Linked DNA regions of Gossypium hirsutum: region 2 is linked to region 1. Evidence: chromatin contacts called from public Hi-C data. All regions are on one chromosome and are shown on one strand. The core of a region is the stretch at or near the end of the contact, and the rest is flanking DNA. Distances in the headings are between cores, read along the strand shown.

The links. A called contact is a pair of places that touch in the nucleus more often than the background predicts.
Region 2: a contact with region 1 is called in a Hi-C map of leaf, with 2.8 times the contacts expected there. The contact joins the enhancer-like site here to the promoter of LOC107927072 in region 1. A contact is called at or near these places in 10 of 34 Hi-C or Micro-C datasets (callus, leaf and an unstated tissue).

What each region holds. Positions count from the first base shown.
Region 1 is chrD03:50,115,678-50,118,880 of Gossypium_hirsutum_v2.1, reverse strand. It overlaps LOC107927072 (zinc transporter 6, chloroplastic), which reads left to right and starts at 1,760. Exons shown (of 2, transcript XM_041090412.1): 1 at 1,760-2,510. The coding sequence starts at 1,806.
Region 2 is chrD03:50,149,032-50,152,069 of Gossypium_hirsutum_v2.1, reverse strand. No RefSeq gene overlaps it. Among protein-coding and RNA genes, the nearest start is that of LOC107927044, 9.7 kb to the left of the region's middle. Within about 2 kb of position 1,464, at least 2 of the 9 cell types and tissues checked have an H3K27ac peak or open chromatin away from gene starts, as enhancers often do. A contact at or near this core is called in leaf, where this site is marked.

The sequences.
Region 1 (3,203 bases), core at 511-3,010:
TAAAGACCAAAATCACCTTCAAATTCTTTGTTTTCTTTTATTTCTGGGAAATTGTTTCGTTCAGGCCAATAGAACAAAGGGGCCAACCCTTTTTACAGTGAATAAACTTGGCTTTTATAGCCAACATTACATGCTTTTTTTTCTTTTCATTTTGTGGTTGCTGCTTTCTTTACTCGTTTGCAGGTGGGCAGTTGGGCAAATGGCAGAAAGCAGGTGAACGGCGGAGCAGAGGAGTTGGTGAGAAGGCCCTAGGTGCGGCGCACCTAGGGTTGCTGCTGCTTTTTTCTTTTTCTTTTCTGAACATGGGTTAGGGTAGTTGGGTGTATTGGGTTTAGGCTTTTAGATTTTGGGTTTGGGGTTAATTAGGTTTGGTTGTAATTTGGGCTCTGCTGGTTGTGGGTTAGTGTTTAGGTGGGTTGGTTTGTAATGGTTTTTATTTGGACCATATTGGGCCCCGGGTAAATTTGGGCTTGTACAACTTTCATTTCCTTATTTTATTTTAGTGAGAAATCAATTGTACTCAATCTCGATCTATTATTGCTTTTAAAGTATAACAATTTTAAGGGTGTTAAACCACATTTCTTGTATATACACACAACTAGTTTGGGTTAGTAAAGTGCTAATAGAGCACTTTGTTTGTTCAAATAGGAAATGTTATTTTGAATGCAATTTTGTAAGTAAACTAAAGTGAGTTACTTAGTTTACATCTAAGCTTGTAAGGGGAAAGACTTAGAGGGGGAGTGATCCTTTTAGACTATAGAGTAATATTGTTATTTGGTGAGTGAGTAGGACTTAAATAGTAGCTTGTACTTGTTGATGCATAGTGGAATATCTCTTTGGGTAAGGTCTTGGAAACATAAGAAATTTATGAATTGTGTGTAGGGGTAGAGCTAAAGGGGGTAGATAGTGGCCCTAGCCCCCTTCAAAGGAAAAATTAACCCTTTAGTCTCTTTAGAAATTGCAAGTTTTAAGTTAATTTAATGGTAAAAATTATAATTTAGCCCCTTTTAAAAATTTAAAGTTCAACTATAGCCTCTCCAAAATGAAATGTTTATAGTTTAATCCTAGGAAAAATTGTAAAATTTTATGTTAATACAATGATGAAATAACATTTTTAGCTCTCTCAAAAAATTATAATTCAAATTTGACCATTCCAACAAAAATTTCTAACTTAACCCCTAACTATGTGAACAATGTTCTAATGTCCATCTTTATTTTTCTACATTAGTCGCTTAATCTAGTTGCAACTTACTTTATATATGAACTTATATCTGCCAAGTAAAAATCAACTAACTTTCAAAAATCCCTTTGCTAGCATAGCGATACTATGTGGCATAAGGTAGATTCATCTTCCCTTCCCTATCGAAAATGAATTGATAATGATCTTAAAACAAATACAACACACCACTCAATAAGCTATTCATTGATAATATGTTAAATCTCAATAATAAAAGGGTAACCCAATAATTAGCTATAAACACCAAAATCTCAACTCCATTTTAGATAGGACCTTTAACACTTCTTATTTTTATTTTTAACCTTACACTGTCTTTGTTGAATTCTTGAATTAAATATCGAATAATGTTTTGAAGCACAAACTTTGATATATTTTGATTCTTTTTTAATTGCAATGAAAATTCATATCAAGTAACATTTTCTTCATTAATTTTCTACACTAAAAACAAAGAGGAAAAAGGAAAAATGGAGGAAAATTTTGTCCCTAATTAATACCACACTAACATTTTCTTCAAATTGGGCCCCATCAACCCCCATCCCTAATTAAATCATCAATTTTCGTCCTCTTGATGCATGCTCCCACTTCCATTTCTCTTACAGTAGTAGCCATTAAAGCCATGTCTCCGTGCGTGACTGACGCCGCTCGAACCCTCGGCTGCCGTGACAGCGCTGCCGCGTCACACCTAAAGCTCATCTCTCTTGTAGTAATCTTCATCTCCAGCATCGTCGGCATATCTTCCCCTATCTTCCTAGCTCGTTACTTCCAAGGCAAACCCGTTTACGACAAGGCGATTTTGGTAATCAAGTGCTTCGCCGCCGGCGTCATCCTCTCGACCTCCTTAGTTCACGTCCTCCCCGAAGCCTTCGCTGCTCTCTCCGATTGCCACGTCGCTTCCCGTCATCCGTGGAAGGATTTCCCTTTCGCTGGGCTGGTCACGTTACTCGGAGCCCTCCTGGCTCTTTTCGTCGACTTGACGGCGAGCTCTCACGTGGAGCACGGTCAGAGTAAGCCAACCGGAGAGTATTTGCCGGTGGTAACACAGGAGGGGACGACCGGAAAGAAAGTGGAGAAGGATTTGCCGAACGAGGAATTGGTGAAGCTTAAGCAGAAGCTGGTGTCGCAGGTATTGGAGATTGGGATAATTTTTCATTCAGTGGTCATCGGAGCGACGATGGGGATGTCGCAAAATCAGTGTACGATTAGACCGCTGGTTGCAGCACTGGCTTTTCACCAAGTCTTTGAAGGCATGGGTCTTGGTGGCTGTATTGCTCAGGTAACCAAAAAAGAGGGAAAAAATCCCTTTTTATTTTTACTTTTTATTACAAATGGTTAAATTACAGCTTTCCGTCATTGCATTATATTAATTTTGGAATTTTATTTTTATATTTATTTTGGATTTTTTTTATTCTTATGGTGTTGGAATTTTCTAATTACATGTTTGTATTTTTGTGCGATATATATATTAAATTTTTAATTTTTTTATAATATTAATTTTTGTTTAAATTTTTTTAATGAATTTCTTTAAAAAATAATTAATTAATTAACATTTAATGTAATTATAAAATATTTTTAAAAATATTTAACTAATTTACATTTAGTTATATTAATTTTTTAATTTTAAAAACATATAATATTAAAATAATACAAAAATTCATCATGATTTGAATATTAATATTAATATTTTATAATTTAAATAATATTGTTAATAATTTCTTACAAGTTATTTAATTTATATATATTGTTAATTTGTTTTAATGTTAAAATTGTTAAAATTTGATTTTTTGTAATTTTATATTTATCTTTGTTTTACTTTTAACCAAGGAATGAAATTAATTATTATTATATTTGAAAAATATAAATTTTATTTGATAAATATTATTAATATGTATTATTTTTAAAAAAATTATATTTTAAACTTAACAATTAAAAATTTATTAATTTTAGTATTATAATATTAAAAATTATT
Region 2 (3,038 bases), core at 215-2,714, 33 kb before region 1:
AGCTGCCAAACTCAATGTACTAATAGAGGACATCTTCACAATCAAAGAAAATATTTTTTTCAAATTCAATCCCCTTTTTCTGATTGTAACCATTTTTTCTGATTGTAATATTTTCTCTAATACCAGTTTATTGGGATGAAACCGAACACGATGAAATACTACAAAAACACAATCGTTATTCTTTCGCTCTCAAAAAATCAATTCCGTAATTATGGCAAACTCAATAACACAATATTTCAACAATCAATTCCAATAAACAACATTATTGCAAGCAAAAATAATAATTCAAGACATGTAATTTTTATATAGAAAACCCCTTTAAAGCAAAGGGTAAAAACCACAACACTTTGAAAGTTCATCAAAGTTTCCACTATAATCAAAGTCTTGCTACAAAATCAAAACTAAGCCACAATCAATAATATACAATTCAAACAAGGCTATCAACAAATAATCTCAAGCAAACTTTAAGAGAAAAATTGAGAATATCGCCAAAAATAGGTTGACTTTGAAAGTCAAGAACCTAGAGCTATAGTACACGAAACGAAAATCGAAATGTACACTTTAAAAAATTTCGAGTCTACTAACTACCATAAAAAAATAAGCTCCATTAGACACTGAATGGACTTCCGCTCAAAAAAAATATGAAAGTCGATTTATGTAAAAATAATTATTTTGCTCTCGCACTTTTCTCTCTTTTTCTTTGACTCTATGCACACACTTTTCACCATAAAGAAAGTTGTTGCCCCCATATTTGTGTATATATATGTATGGCACACAGACAAATGGGCTCCCACATAGTGGGACCTTTGGGTCTACACCCAACATATTTGAAAGGTTTAAGGTTTGAATTGCCAATGAAATCTTAGGTCAATGATTAAGGTTGAGATATTCGAAATTTTGATATCTTAGGTTTGAACTTAATTTCCATACAATCTTATTTATTCTCACACAATAGGAAATCAACATTCCATACAAATTTGATTGCACTAATACCCTGCATGATTCATCAAGGTAAAGCCTTCTGAATAGTGAAATGTGAGAGATTAGGCAATTTTTTTTTATTCTCTTCTATTTGCCGATGATTCGTCAATTTGCCTCATCATTTGGTTCAACAAATCAAGTTGTACATGAAGATTCCTCCCTGCTTTTTAAAGTAAGAGTTGTAAATTTAATTGAGTACTTGCTCAATTGACATCAAGATTGACTACAAATATGGAAGTTATGAGTTGAAGCGAACTTAGATATATGGAATGTCCTTTCTATTATTAAGATTAAGGGTAGATCAAAAAATGTATTACTGATTTTGTTGGATATCCTAGGTTTGAAATTCAATGATAGATGTTGATGAAGGGCCTATACTTATTCTAACTTGTATTAAGTTTTTATTTTGGACTAACCTTGGGCTTTTCCAGTTGAGACAATCCACTATCGCGGGGTAACTCAGTGGCCCAGGCCTTCATTTTGTATGAAGTTGTGAAGACGGTTTTGACCTTCGAAACAGACCATACTTTACTGCGGGTATATTATATACAAGCACCAAAACCTAACCAATTCATGTATCTCATTGTTGAATAATTTGATGCTATAATTCATGTAAGACCAAGATTGTCACGAGTGATGAGGATGAATTAAATTGAAAAAACAAGTTTCTATTTGATTTTTTTTAATTTACTTTTTGAATTTTTTGTCAAATTTAGTCTCATAGTTTGGTAAAATTTTTCGTTTTGGTTCCTGAACTTGAATTCTGTTAAGGTGACGATGAGTCACTTTAAAGTTATGCCACATTATCACTTAAAAATTTTAAAATATATAATATATAAAATTACAAAAAAATGTATTTGAAAAAAGTATACAAATTAATTTTAAAAAATTAAAAAAATAAAATTATAAAGTGACACGGTTTCAGAATATCACATTTTCATGCTTTAATGGAATCTAAGTTTAGCGTTTCATGTGAAAACGGAATGAGAAATTTATTAAACAATAAATAAACTATATTAATTTTTTAAGTTAGTATTTTATTTTAATTTATTCCTTAAGTTTAGTTAAAAAATTATAAAATAGTATTAGAAACTCTATTATATGCGTATACATGTGGAAATCACATATTTAGAACACATATGTAATTTTAAAGTATCATTAAATAAAACAACTTGTTTTAAATACAGGTCATTTTTTGTAATTTCTCAACCGAGTTGGCACCTAGTTGACTCGTGACATCAACTCAAACAAGAAATTTTATTAATAACATAGATATACAATTGATGGAGATAATAAAGTGCGCATAATAAAATTAAAATGTATAAGTAAATTAAAATAAAATTTTGGTTGAATAATAAATTTAAAAATCTTTGCAACGTAATTGGGTTGGGTTCAAATCTCACAATATAAGTATTTTTGTTTTTCAATTAAAAAATAAAATAATCTCATAAATTTTAGTATTATCTCATAATATTCTCATAATTTTTAGTATTACTTCATAATTATTGGTATGCTTTCAAATTTAACTTTTAGCATTAGTAATATATTTTTTAAACATAAAAAATATTATTCGATGATATTGAGAAGAGATAAAGTTTTCAGGATAGAAGGGAGGTCTATGCTTGAAGGGTTATGTCTGACTTGGGAAAAGGGATACTGACAGGTTGAACTTGAATCTGATAATGCTCTTTTGGTGGAATTAATTTTGTCTGGCAAAATTATTGTAGCCCTCTTATAGAAATACGGGCATCCATTCACTGTTACAAAGGAATTGGAAAATTCGTATCCATCATATTCTTATAGATCATAATGCAGTTGCAGATTTCATGGCTAAGTAAGCTAGTATACATTTTACTAGTCTATAGGTATATTTTTTGAACCTCCTCAAGCTGTGCGAGAGTTAATCCAAAAGAGTTTTAATTTTCTGCTTATTTTTGTAATCGCTTAATGTTGTTTCTATTTACAAAAAATAACAATAATGAGATTTTGTTAAGGGTAAATTATTTGTAATTATTAAATTATTAAGTTTGCATATTATATTCGGTTAAAAAATTATA